Linked DNA regions of Hordeum vulgare: all the other regions are linked to region 3. The links are chromatin contacts, called in public Hi-C maps. All regions are on one chromosome and are shown on one strand. The core of a region is the stretch at or near the end of the contact, and the rest is flanking DNA. Distances in the headings are between cores, read along the strand shown.

The links. A called contact is a pair of places that touch in the nucleus more often than the background predicts.
Region 1: a Hi-C map of seedling shows a contact between it and region 3, with 2.3 times the contacts expected there. The contact joins the enhancer-like site here to the promoter of LOC123425303 in region 3. A contact is called at or near these places in 2 of 6 Hi-C or Micro-C datasets (leaf and seedling).
Region 2: a Hi-C map of seedling shows a contact between it and region 3, with 5 times the contacts expected there. The contact joins the promoter of LOC123425301 here to the promoter of LOC123425303 in region 3. A contact is called at or near these places in 4 of 6 Hi-C or Micro-C datasets (leaf and seedling) and 1 of 1 datasets of contacts at active chromatin or transcription factors (embryo).

Annotation. Positions count from the first base shown.
Region 1 is chr2H:98,199,220-98,203,857 of MorexV3_pseudomolecules_assembly, reverse strand. LOC123425305 (COP1-interacting protein 7) reads left to right here. Exons shown (of 10, transcript XM_045108988.1): 10 at 1-10. Among protein-coding and RNA genes, the nearest start is that of LOC123425305, 11 kb to the left of the region's middle. Within about 2 kb of position 1,302, at least 1 of the 3 cell types and tissues checked has open chromatin away from gene starts, as enhancers often do. A contact at or near this core is called in seedling, where this site is marked.
Region 2 is chr2H:97,905,809-97,910,366 of MorexV3_pseudomolecules_assembly, reverse strand. LOC123425301 (peroxisomal (S)-2-hydroxy-acid oxidase GLO4-like) reads left to right here and starts at 2,803. Exons shown (of 11, transcript XM_045108984.1): 1 at 2,803-2,964.
Region 3 is chr2H:98,057,913-98,062,350 of MorexV3_pseudomolecules_assembly, reverse strand. It overlaps LOC123425303 (3-oxoacyl-[acyl-carrier-protein] synthase II, chloroplastic-like), which reads right to left and starts at 2,518. Exons shown (of 13, transcript XM_045108986.1): 1 at 1,995-2,518; 2 at 520-725; 3 at 206-409; 4 at 1-94. The coding sequence starts at 2,172.

The sequences.
Region 1 (4,638 bases), core at 53-2,552, 140 kb before region 3:
ATTTCAAGGCTGTGTATTGTTCAGTAGATCATGCAATTTTCTTTCATATACATATTGCTGGAGCATTTCTTGTACAGGTGACATGTGATGCATAATTGGCTTTACTTCTTTGCCCTTTGAACGTACACTTTTACCCCGTAGGTGTAAAGTTTTCTTATTTTCTGAAGCGTATCTTGTGTATTAGTTGATTTGGACTGTTTTTGGGGCCAAATCCGTGTCGGAATTCTTCGATTTGAAACATGCAAACGAGTTGCATTCTCTGCCGACATGCGAACTTCCCATGGATATATTCCTTTTCCGGAATTATGAGCAGGCAGAATGACTTTCTGAATCAGAAAGGTTACGAAAGGCTACCAACATTATTAGGGTGAATTGCTCTGCTCTTCTTCCATGGTTCTCGACCAAGAACTTGCAAACAGAATTGACATAATCAAAGTCCTTGTGTCCAGTCCGTGCTCTTCCAAAATGACCACATCTCCATCAAAATTGTGATGGGATTCTCGGTTCAGAATTATAAGGCATGTATTGACCGCCCCAGGTTCAGTCTCCGATCGTCAAATTTCTTGTGCAATATTTTGTTAATAGTTACATATCACAACCATAAAGGAAATGCTTCTAAATATAAAATTCAATAATCCTCCCTTTGTAAACAAGTATAAGATGTTTTATAGAGGGAGTACAATTTTTGTGTCACAGAAAACCACATGTCGCAATATTAAATTGGACAAAGCTTAAAGATGGATAAGCAAAACACACCTTGTACTCTCTTCATTCCTAAATACAAGTCTTTTTAAAGATTTAACTAAAAAACTACATACGCAGCAAAATAAATGAATATACATTTTAAAATACTATATATATATATATATATATAAATATAGCTTTCTAGTGAAACCTTTAAAAAACTTATATTTAAAAACGGAGGAAGTATATCGTATATCTGAACGGAGAGTGTATGGACAATCAGTTTACGGAACAAATAAGAAGGGTATGAAGAGTGATACGTAGAACCTGTAGATTTTCCCCTCAAAAAAAAAAGAACGTATAGATTTTTTTTGACGGGTTGGAGAACATGTAGATAAGAAGCGTAATGTTATGTTTTTCGTTGACAGATCCATGTAATTTGCCTGGGCAAGTAAATGCAATCAAATTCTTGGATAGGATCCATGTGCATGCGTTACAAGTTTACACCACCCTAGTATTTTTCTAGTACCTAAATAATTGTAATTAAAAAAAATTAGTCTAGTTTTTTTCAACTAGTAGTGAGTGTAGGCCTCCTCTCCCATGCTCCACGTACTAGCAACTAGTGTAAGCCCCGACCTAGCGCATGTAGAGGCATGACTCGGACTCTGTAGATAGATCATGTCATCATGGCATGGCATCCTGCCGCCGTCCATGCACACCAATCGTATTATCTTCTGTAACTGCATTCAGCCCACTTTTGACTTCTGCATTCGAGTAGAGAAAACATTGAGGGAATATTTGTCAAGACTTGGGTTGGACTGCTCAAATTTGAGAGGCGGCCGCTTCTACAGAAAGGAGTTAAAGGAAATGAGAGTTCAGCTACATACGACTTTACTTCTCAGAAGGGCACTACGTGACAGTGCTATGTGGTATCATCCAGCGAATCTATACACACTATATGCCCATGTATAGCCATCCTAAACTATATGTCCATGTATGTAGTTTGTAGTAGAATCTTCGAAAAGAATTATATTTACAAACAAAGGTAGTAGAAGTAAGGGCATGTATTATTGTATAACGGTATTCATAGACAATTTTTTTAGCCAATTTATTCATAGACAGTAATATAGACAACCCATATAATGATTTATCTGTAAATAGTATATTTTTGGCCAAACTAATTGCGAGGAGAAATTACAGATGTACAACAACAAATTATTGTTTGAAAAAAATCCTATTTATGTCGGTAGATCTACAGACAAACTCTTTCTTTCTTCTCTTTCTCTTCCCTCTACTTCACTAAAGTTTCTATGTGGCAACTCGTACACACAGCTAACTAGACATCATTGTATCTGCCCTAAAAAGACGACACTTGTTGAAGAAAACTCTCCTCTCTTTCCTAAACGTGTGATACAAAGGGCCTGTTTGGGACTGCTTCACTCCATCAAAATCAGCTCCGCTTCATCAAATCCACTTTGGAGCAGTTTCATATAGGAGTTGCAACCATTTTAAGAGAATGTTTGGCTCTCATTTAGCTCCAGCTTCACGGATGGAAAATTTGATGAAAAGGATCTATTTGATTGGATGAGAGGTAAGAAACGAAGGGGTATCCACTTACTGGTGGCAGTGGTGGGTAATTTTCTTTCAACTCCAGCTTCTATAATTCTATGGAGCACCTCCTAGGGAGCTTCATAAAAAACAAGGAGTTGGACCCCAGATTTTAGTTTTTTTGCGGAGCGGTATATCGTGGAGCTACCCCGTTTGGCTTACGTTTTCTAGAGCGGAGCTGAATTTTCTGAAGCAGAGCAGTCTCGAACAGGCTCAAAGTAGTTTCCTTTTCCTACGTTTGAGCACATGTCGCCCCCTTCCCTCTGCATGTTCCCTGGCAACGATGGCAAGGTGAGAAGCCATCGTTGGTGCACATGTTCCCTATTCCCTCTGTTCAGTGTGTTAAGTTGTCGGGTAAACACTGCTCAGGCGATACCAATATCGCCATTGCCCCGATGGCGTCTTACGACGGTGTCAAGGAGCCACGGTTATGTGTGTAGGTAGTGTTGGGCTACGCGAGGTGCATCGGGTGCAATACAATTTTTTTCCTAGGCACAGTACAACCAGGAACATGCTATGGAGATGGATCATGGATCATTACCACTCGACGTGCGAAGAAGAATCGCGACAGCGCATCACCGGAGTCGTTTCCTCCTCGCGGTATCCCATGTTGCCGATTGGATCCCTCGTACAGGTTCGCCGAAGCAGGACAAGTGCGCTGTCTCTAATGATACCCGATCGTGCAGTAGGAACACCATGTGACGGACTACTAGGTTCGATCGCACAACCGACGACAAGTGAAGGTGGCTAATTGCAACACATGCAAAGTCTTAGTGACATCGTCAAAGCAATCCATTGAATATGTGTGTTGCATATCCACTTTAGGCGTGCACCACGGGTTTAACACTTGGGCACCACATGGACTCTAAAGCCCAAAGTCTGTTCGGCCTGGATCCAAGTCACTCACATCATATCTGACTCATGAAGTCGGGTCTCGCCTCACATGTTCCTTACCCTTAAGTGCATTACCCTTAGGTTCTCGTCCACTTGCTCATGAGTCGGATCACTTTGGCTTGGCCAGTTGGTAGCGGACTCTAGCAAAGCATGCTGACTCCAAGTGTTTGATGAAGCTGGTTAGGCAAACTTGTATGTGTCACAGTTCTGTTTCTTTTGCCTCACGATATATATTGTCGGGCACAAAGCAAATTGGTCATCTGCAAGCCCGACCTCTTTCTTGTTCCGGTGATGCCGACATTAAACCGGATTATTTCATAATCCTTGTCGCCTGACCATGCTTATCTAGGTCAAATCACATGAGGGCCCCAAAGTATATCTCTTCTGATCGGAGGGCCAAATCTCATCTTGCTCGACCATGTCACACAACATGGGTCTAGACAAGCCCGAAACCTATGTTTATAACTACCCATAACTACCCAGTTATGGAGCAACAGTTGGTCAGCCTAAAGTAGGTCCGTCACCATCCCAAGTCCATGCGCCGGCTCAGGCATTAGGACACAAAACTTATGTTGCACTAGAGACTCATAGATGACCTCATCTCGCTGTGTCTCATTATCGGGTCTATCCGACTCGAACCTTATTCGGGCTCAGATCCGACTACGTCGAATTCGACCGGATTTTTTCAAGTCTATATTATGCGGGTAGCATCCAACGCTACATGCTCATTGAGACCGGACCATCCACCGTGTCATATGCTAGTCTAGTCGGTTGAGAGTCCACACAACCATTTCAATTAGAGACCATTTGGGATAGTCATCATACAATGCATAATCTCACAAACAAGTCACACATGTGTTAATACACATCACTAATAATTTCCAAGGATCATCTTTATGCCACAAACACATATAGAAAAAAAATCATCATACATGATTGCCTCTAGGATGTATCTCCAACAATCTCTCACTTGCAGTGAAGTCAATCAAATAGACATCGAATGCCCATAGCTCTAACGCGCCCCTCATGGTTGGGTTCTGGAAGCGGCTTAGTGAATGGATCTACGACACTTGCATCAGTGTGAATTTTACATAAATTAACATCACCACTCTTTACGATCTTTTGCATCGGATGATATTTTCTGTCGATATGCCTGCCTTATGGTGTTGTATCGACTCCTTGGCCTGCGCGATGGCACCGACATTCTCGCAATAAAGGTATAGTGGTTTTGCCCATCCCGGGAACACACCAAGATCTTCTAGGAACTTCTAAATCCAAACACCTTCCTTTGCGGCTTCACAAGCCGCAGTGTATTCGGCCTGTGTTGTAGAGTTGTCCACTGTGTCTTGCTTGGAATTCGTCGAGCTCACTGCTTACATGAATCCAGTTTGCGATCGACAATCATCCATTTTTGTTTGGAAACTAGCATCGGGGCAGCCCTTTACACTAAGC
Region 2 (4,558 bases), core at 1,554-4,053, 150 kb after region 3:
GCCCTCCCGCTTCGCCGGTCCCGACGGTGCGCCCTTCCACGGGGGGTCCTCCATGGTCACAGCACCGGCGCCGACCCCCGCATAGCCGCCGCCGCCGCCCTCGGCTGCGACCATGGCACCGCTCATCACGTTCCAGCATGGGATGCCCTACGACGGGACTACGACGACCTCATTGCCAGCAGCGCCACCGCCGTCCCATGACAATCCCATCCAACAGTTAAAGTTCCAGCCGTCGCCGGCACCGCTTCCGGCTTGGATCGCTACCCACCATGTGTCTGCGGCGGTGAGGCTGCAGGCTGCTGCGCGCGGCCTCCTAGCGCGTCGGCATGTGCGGGAGATGCGTGATTTGTAGTTGTAGCTCCTCCAAGTTGCACTTCACGATGAAACGGACCTCGATCTCATCCGCTGCGTGGGGGATCTTGGGCATGCGGTTTCCCCCACGGGCGGCGGGCATGTTGTTTTTTCCACGGTAGACGACCGCCAAGTCTGCGACATCGATAGTGAGCCAGCGGGGAGAAGACATGGTGTCACCGACAGGAGCGCACCGCGTAGCACCACTGCATTCCGCCGCCGGCCGCCGCGAGGGCTCCCTTGGTCCCGATGGTGTCCTTGGGATCCAGGGGGCTGCAAACGCACAAGTTCGGCGTGCGGAGGATTCTCGCCTTATCGTTCAGAGTCAAAAATAAAGAGTCGGAGTCTCATTTGGGTTAGCTTATTTCAGGTCAATACAATAGGCCGAGATGTAAAAGGCTTGTTTTTTAGGCGTTAGGGTTGTGTGGGGTCGAATCATCGTTAGGTTGCAGCTCGAGGACGAGCTGCATGTCCAGGTGGGGTGTAGTGTTAGAGTACATGATGGGCCTCGGCCCGTTAGTCTTAGGGTTTGCTTAGGGGTCAAGTAAGCCTTACTTGGGAGTCAAGTAAACCTCTCTATATATGGAGAGGAGATGTATCAATCTAATCAGGCAAGAATTAAGAAGGAAAACCCTTTTCCCTCTTGCCCGGCCGTGGGAAAGGAACCCCACGGCCGGCTCTCTCGCGCCCTCACAGCTCTCTCTCTCCCGCTCAAACCCTAGCAACCATAACACGGTCACACTCACCCACCATCAGGGTAAAAGAGTAAAAGTTGTAGCCTTAAGGAGGGAGAAATCAAACAAAGCAAGACTAAATCAGATGGAAGCTAGTGAGTTGAAAGACGTACCAGCGGTATGTGAATTTCCGAATGTATTTCCTGACGAACTACCAGGCATGCCGCCAGACCGAGAAATAGAGTTTGTCATTGAACTTGCACCTGGTACCACCCCAATATACAAACAGTCGTACCGCATGGCACCTACTGAGTTAGCAGAACTCAAGAAGCAAATTAAAGAACTGTTGGACAAAGGATACATGAGACCAAGCTCTTCACCTTGGGGATCGTCAGTACTATTTGCCAAAAAGAGAGATGGGATGCTAAGACTTTGCATCGATTATCGAGCCCTCAACATGGCCACCATCAAGAACAAATATCCACTACGCAGGATAGATAATTTGTTTGATCAGTTAGCACAAGCAAAGGTATTTTCGAAGATCGATTTGCGATCAGGGTATCATCAGCTTAAGATACGTTCAGAAGACATTCCAAAGACATCATTTACGTCATGATATGGATTGTATGAGTTCACGATGATGCCTTTCGGACTAACAAACCCACCAGCTTACTTCATGCATTTAATGAATAAGGTATTCATGAAGTACATGGATAAGTTTGTCGTAGTCTTCATCGACGACATACTTGTCTACTCCAAGAAGCCCGAAGAACATGCCGGACACCTAAGGATTGTGTTGGAAGAACTGCGTAAACATCAATTGTATGCCAAGTTCAGCAAATGTGAGTTTTGGCTGAAGCAAGTTGGATTTTTGGGACATGTAATGACCCAAGAAGGCATAGCTATGGATCCTGAGAAGGTCAAGGCTGTAAGTGAATGGCCGCAACCAGCCAACGTGACAGACATCCGAAGTTTCCTCGAAATGGCGGGATGCTACCGGAGATTTACTGAAAAAATTCCACTATTGCCAAGCCCATGACCCAGCTACTCAAAAAGAAAAAGAAGTTTGAATGGAGTGAGGCATGTGAGAATAGTTTCCAAGAACTGAAGAAGAGACTAACCACGGCTCCCGTGATGATTGTGTGAGACTTAAACAAAAAAATAAAGTATACTCTTGTTGGAAATATGCCCTAGAGGCAATAATAAAATGGTTATTATCATATTTCCTTATTCATGATAATTGTCTATTGTTCATGCTATAATTGTATTAACGGAAAACAGTAATACATGTGTGAATAAGTAGATCACAATGTGTCCCTAGCAAGCCTCTAGTTGGCTAGCTCGTTAATCAATAGATGATCATGGTTTCCTGATCATGGACATTAGATGTTATTGATAACAGGATTACATCATTGGGAGAATGATGTGATGGACAAAACCCAATCCTAAGCATAGCACTAGATCGTATTGTTCGTATGCTAAAGCTTTTCTAATGTCAAGTGTTTTTTCCTTCGACCGTGAGATTGTGCAACTCCCGGATACTGTAGGAGTGCTTTGGGTGTATCAAACATCACAACGTAACTGGGTGACTATCACTACGGGTACCTGTGAAAGTCTCTGTGTGACGAAGAGGTAACTCTGGGTCCACTCGATAGAACATCATCATGAGCTTAATGTGAACCCAAAGGCCTGTAGGGCCGGCCAGCATGTAATTTTCGTTTTCACCAGTGTAGGCCTGTAGGGCCGGCCAGCATCATCCTCTCCTTGTCCTTACCTCGCTTGAGACATCAGCAGACTCACTCACTCGATCATCCACTAACCCACTATCCTTCCGTTCCCAGCCAGCAGCCAGCAGCCGGCAATCAATCAGTCTCTCCCCCTTGGTGATTTCATCTTCCCGACATCTCTGATAGCAGCCCATCCTCGTCGATCTCTGTAGGTATGGTGCTTGCCTTCTGCTCCACGCACGATCCCCTCCTTCAATTCGCTGTCTCGTACGGCCGTTCCGCTCTCGATTTGCTGTCGATCTCCGGCTGACCGGCTGCTCTACGTGGCCCTGTGGGCCTGGCAGACGAGACCGCCGTGTTACTGTGGATCTTGAATCGTCCCCGACTGCCCACTGTGCGGTGCAGTTATTTGATTGATTCAAGTTGCTTCGGAGATTCAGGGGCGATTGTATGCCCGCTGTTTTCTTCTCGATTTGTGCCCCGTCTCGGCAGACTCGGGGTCTTATCTTTAAGCTCAGTAGGACACCTTATGTAGCAGCACGTTAAGTGTTCGACCTTGGGCCTCACAAGGTTCCTCACTGGTTACTCCGGGCGATCAGAGCAGACTCTTTGAGGTTCATGATTCATGAACAAACGCTTTGTAGTCCCGAAGACGCGCATCCTCCTTAATCATGTCGATTAGCCCAGCCTTCATTTGAATGTAGCTGTGTGTTTTGTGCGTCAGGGTAGTTGGTAGTGAACTTTTGAATGTGTTTTGTGGTTTCAAGTGTTGAATGTTTGTACACATTGGTGCTCGGTCTATCCATTTCAGGAGACGTGGTAGATCATTAAAGTAGTGATCTATACGCTCTTGTATTTCTTTACAGAGGGAGTAGCTTTTATCGATAGGCCGGGTCACATCAGGTGTGCAGTCACACTGTCAAAGGACTTTGTACTCGAATAGTTTGATCTGGAGCCATTTCAATTTGCCTTGTACTCTTTGATTCCCCACAGTTGTCAGTGACCAGCAGTAGAAACTCACTGTTTTGCCCAACAAAAATCATCACCTCTTTGTATCGGTTCGGCCGGTTCGCCTTTATACATAAGACTGCACAAAAGCCTATTTCGAGGAGACCCAACAAAATGAGTCATGACACGCATTCTCGCAGTAAAAACTTCTCTATTTGACTCCTAACTTCAAAACAGTGAAACTAGATTATATAAATTGTTGACAGGTTGTGGTGCTCAATTATTGGCAAGGTTTTACACCTGAATGAATATTAAATCAAATTTTGTGCCGCGAGTTTCTTCAGAACTGTACTCTTGTTGCATTGCTTCTGTATATGTACCTTTCTATAAAATCTGCAGAATTAGAATTTTAACCATCTTGGCTTGAGTCTGTTGTGATTGGATTATCTTCTTTAGAGAAGCTATATGTTTAGATTGTCAGTAAATCAAGTTTAGCACTGCAAATGTTCGTATGACGGCACTTTACTCCATAAGTGGTATTTGCAACGTCATATATTTCAGTTTACAAACATGTTCTATTAGTACAGCTACATCATCTTATCACTACTCTCTCCGATCCATATTAATAATCGCTGATTTAGTACACATTAAACTGTAAATTAGCGACAATTAATATGGATCGAAGGGAGTAGTATGTTTGCCTCACTCACCTGGCTATCTTTTTTCAAATGCAATAGGCTGATTTTCTTCTATGCTTCATGGCATAATCTTAGAAGAAAAACTGTAAATTTCTTACAAATTCAACTTCCAGCAGCACTCAGACCCTTTTGGGTTTGATGAGTTAATAGGCATCGAAAC
Region 3 (4,438 bases), core at 1,269-3,768:
TTGCAGAACCCATATTAGTAGTAGCAAAGGGAACACAAAACGGGTTCATTTTCCTGTAAGAAACCCTTAACGCTTCAATTGCATCATTAAATACCTGCATGATATTATATTTTAACTTGTATGAGATTTTTGGAAATAGGCATCTGTCAAGAAATAATTGTCATTTTAGAGATATAACTATGTTATACAGCAGGGGGATCCACACCTTCATGCCGCCCATCGCAGAGCCAATGAGAACCCCACATCTGGTTTTATCCAACTCGTTCCTTACTTCTTCGGTGAGTCCACCATTTTCCAATGCTTTCTTACCAGCAGTTATCAAATACAGCATGAACTTGTCCATTCGCTTAGATAGCTTGGGTACAACCCAACCTTCTGTAGAGAAGGATTTTATCTCTCCTGCAATTCTCTGTACACAAATCCACATGTCAACCCCTGCAGGAAAATATTCAACCAGATTGCAACAGTGATCCTGCCTCCCCTGTACATAATGGAAGGAAACCATCAGCCATGTATTACCGTGGGGAACTTGGAGCAGTCAAACGTTTCAATCTCGCTTATTCCACTATGACCGTCAAGAAGGTTGGTGTAAAACACATCAGGATCATGACCCAGTGGCGTCACTACACCCATGCCAGTGACAACGACTCTCCTTTGTTTAACATCAGGTCTCTTCTTCTCGACAGTTATCCTTTCAGGCTGCAAGGCAACAGACATGGCCATTCCTGCAAATTGCAATGAATTTTGTTTAGACCCTTGTCTGCAATTTTCTAAGGGAGAAACTCTCCTAGTCTGCTTGAGCCAGCACACGTGACGAACAACCGGCAGGCATAAGCAGACAAGTGACATTCTCGACAGATGCACGCATATCAGACACTTCGTCAAGTACCTCATTTGACATCCCATGCCACATCCCACCCATACACAACTTAATCCATGCTGGAAGAAAAATATTGTATGACTGCAGTTTTTTTTTTCTGCCGATTGGTGGATAATCCAAACTGCGTTTCCTAAGACAATAGTTTTCAGGTTTTCTTAAGTCTTTCACGCACTTTCTCAACTTCAAACTAGTGAAAGCTCTAAACTCTGTGGTCTAAGAGTCAAAGCCATGTGTCCTGTGCTAATAAGGAATGCAAACAAGCAGAACTAGCCAAAGCTAAACACAGCATTATCGATGCAGCCAATTCACAACAAATGCACGAATCCCACTCATATGCACATAAGCTGACAGCAAGACCAAAATCACACATGAACCGCTGGTATACAGCTTAGTTAATGCGAAAAGGAAAGAAATATTGTAGGACTACAGTTTGTTTGCTGATTGGTTGATAATCAAAATTATGTGTCTTACTCCCTCCGTTCCTAAATATAGGACCTTTTAGAGATTTCATTATGGACTACATACAAATCAAAACTAATGAATCTACACTTCAAAATATGTATATATACATCCCTATGTAGACAATAATGCAATCTCTAAAAGGTCTTATATTTATGAACGGAGGGATGAGTTATGACAACAGTTTTTAGGGTTTTGGAATGTCAACACTTTCAGCTAATAACCTCATTTCTTAGACTAATGCAATGCAATCTCATTCTGTTTACAGGCTCTCTAGTCAGGAATCCAAATCCTGCCGCTTGTGCTACTAACCAATGCAAACAAGCAGAGCCAGACAAGCTAAACGAAAACAATGTCGATGCAGCCGATTCACCACAAACATGTGAATCTCGACAGCGATACCAAAAAACCCCGCATGAACCAATGCACCAAGATCCTTGGCACAAAACATCGAATATCCTCCATCACCACACGCCTGACGAGCGTACGCGCAGAATGAGACACCACAAACGGGATTAAACCCGCACCCTGACCCCGGGCGATACAACCGATGCTCCGAAATTGCACCCGGATTCGCGCGTACGTTCGTGGCACGGCCCAGCGAGGGCAACAAGGGACAAATGCGGGAGACAGGGTGCGTGCGTGCGTGTCTCACCAGAGCGCGCGGGCCCACGGCGCCGCGCCCCGAGGGGGCGGCGGTCGAGGCCGAACATCGCGCCGGAGCCGGCGTCGAGGCACTGCGTCCGGCGATGCTGGTGCTCGTCCGCCCCGCAGTCCGCGTGCGCGCCCGCGGCGACGAGCCACGCGCAGAGCGGTGGCGCCGCTGCCGCCATTGTCCCCGCGCCCCCCGAACGGCGATACCCCTCGCGGATCCCGCGGGCGGCGAAGGGCGCACGGGGCACTGGGATTCCGTGCGGAGAAGGGCGCCGGGAGGCGTCGAGGAACGTCGGGGAGGCACGAGATGCGGGCGCGAGGGCGCGCGATTGGAGGGGGCGGGCGGGCGGGCGGCGCGTGGCGGAGGGAGCGGGGAGCGGCGCGGTGATCTCACGAGGAGAGGGGGCGGGCTGCGCGGCGTATCGCGGTGGCCGGAGCCGACATTGGCTGGCGGATAGTCGTGGCGAGGGAGCGAGGTGAGGCGTGGAGTGGAGGCTGGCTGTGGTGTGGTGTGGTGTGGTGTTCCGGAGGAGGAAGAGGAGGGGGTTGGGCGAGTTTAATATAGGAGGAGGAGAAAATCTGGTGATTTTCCTGTTTTCTTCCCCCTTTTTCTTCAAGCTTTTTTTTTTTGGAAAGGGTCTTCTGGTTTTATATTATAAAATACTCCAGTGCAGTAAAAAACATCTATATTATAGTAGTAGGATTGAGGGAGTAGAAAATAATTAATACTATTAATTTGTATTGTCTTCTGAATCCTTAAATATAAATGGTCAGCGCTACGCGTCAGTCTAAGATCTTTTGCAAATATTGGCCGAGTCATTGGTGGTGGGGTCTATCCCTTGGTAACCGTTGGATTAAGCAGTTGTCATCGATCCCTTGCAAAAAGACTATGTCACCCTTCCTTCCTCTTCGAATAGAATGGTCTACGTTGCGAGATGTCATCCTACAATATCACATGTGTTGCGAGCACGATATCACTAACGTTGCAAAGTTGTTGCTGCACAACATCTTTATTGTCATTGGAATTGCAGTCACCGCTACACAACACAATCATGTGTTGCAGATGCAATGTTGGGGACGTTGTGGTCACAACATTGGGACGTTGTTGAAACTCCGTCTTGGTTACAACACCAACAATGGTGTACTCGCAACACCGATGACACTGCAGAAACACCATCCATGTTGTTGAAACCCAAATCATGGTGGGCGCACCGCATGTCATCGTCGATGTAGAGTCACCCCCTTCACCGTCACATCCGCGTGGAACTTGGACCGTCAAGCGTGGCAAGTTGAAGCAGCAACGCCCCCTCCCCCTGATCGGGATTTGGACCCCCCATAAATGGGGAGCGGGAACAGGCAACACCTTCCCACAACCGCCTATATCACCATCGCCACCAATGACAAAAAATAATTGCCCCACCTGTAGTCGTGGTGGTTGTCGCAAGCAGGGCAACAATCATCGCCTCCTCGCATCAGCGTGTTCTCGAGCTCCCGCCGCGGATAAGAGAGAGAGAGTAGAGGAGAAGGGCAGACGGGTCTCTCTGCTCATCGGAGGGTGACATTTGACCGGAAAGAATGCACGCAAAGGGGTCATTGAAGAGGAACAAACCCTAGAAGAAAGAGTCGTCCAAGAGATATTAAAAAAGTAAAAAAAAAATGGCCCACGGAGCACTGATGGCAGATTGAGACGGTTGATGGGCAAGAGAAAACCGGAGCATGGTGCGTTTCTTCTCTCTTTCTCAGGCTGTTGGATTTCGTTTTCTTCTTTATTCATTTTTCCCCATGCGAGACAGAGCCATGAAAAAAAAAAACACAACACGTACAGATTGTAACGCACGGCACGTGCATGCACACGCAGGCGTACGGTTTCCACGCAGCCGAACGTCGACCGGATGCGTCACCGTTCTCGCTTGGCGTCTCGGCGACGCAAACGCGAACGCGGACAAAGTAAGAAAGGGAACGCAACGCACCGTGGCATCTGCGCCCGAGATAGTAACCCAGTGGGCATCAGCTCGTGTTAATGCAAGTAAATTGGACTACATCACTACCCTGTCAAAAAAAATTGGATTATATCACTCGGGGAAGCTGGCGATGACTGTGGGACCTGACGCGGGAGTGAGCGGCCGAGGGCAGGAAAATGATATTTGGGAGTGTCAGTGACTTTGGGATTTGTTTCTAATGAACTGCCATTATTTTATGTATTTATTTATTCTGCCTGGTTGGTGAGATTGCGAGGGTGTGTGGGTGTGTGATGATGCAGTGGGAGGGCAGGTTTTGCTTATGTTTCTTCAGGTCAAGCCTGAGACATTAGACACACGCAGCTGAAGATGTTGTCTGCGTCTGCTGTGGGGACTGTGGTTTATTCATTTGAATGGGTGGGGGCTGTGATTTGGACTCTGCTGCCATGGATTTTCTGGGTTTTTTCTATGGGCTGCCATGGATTTT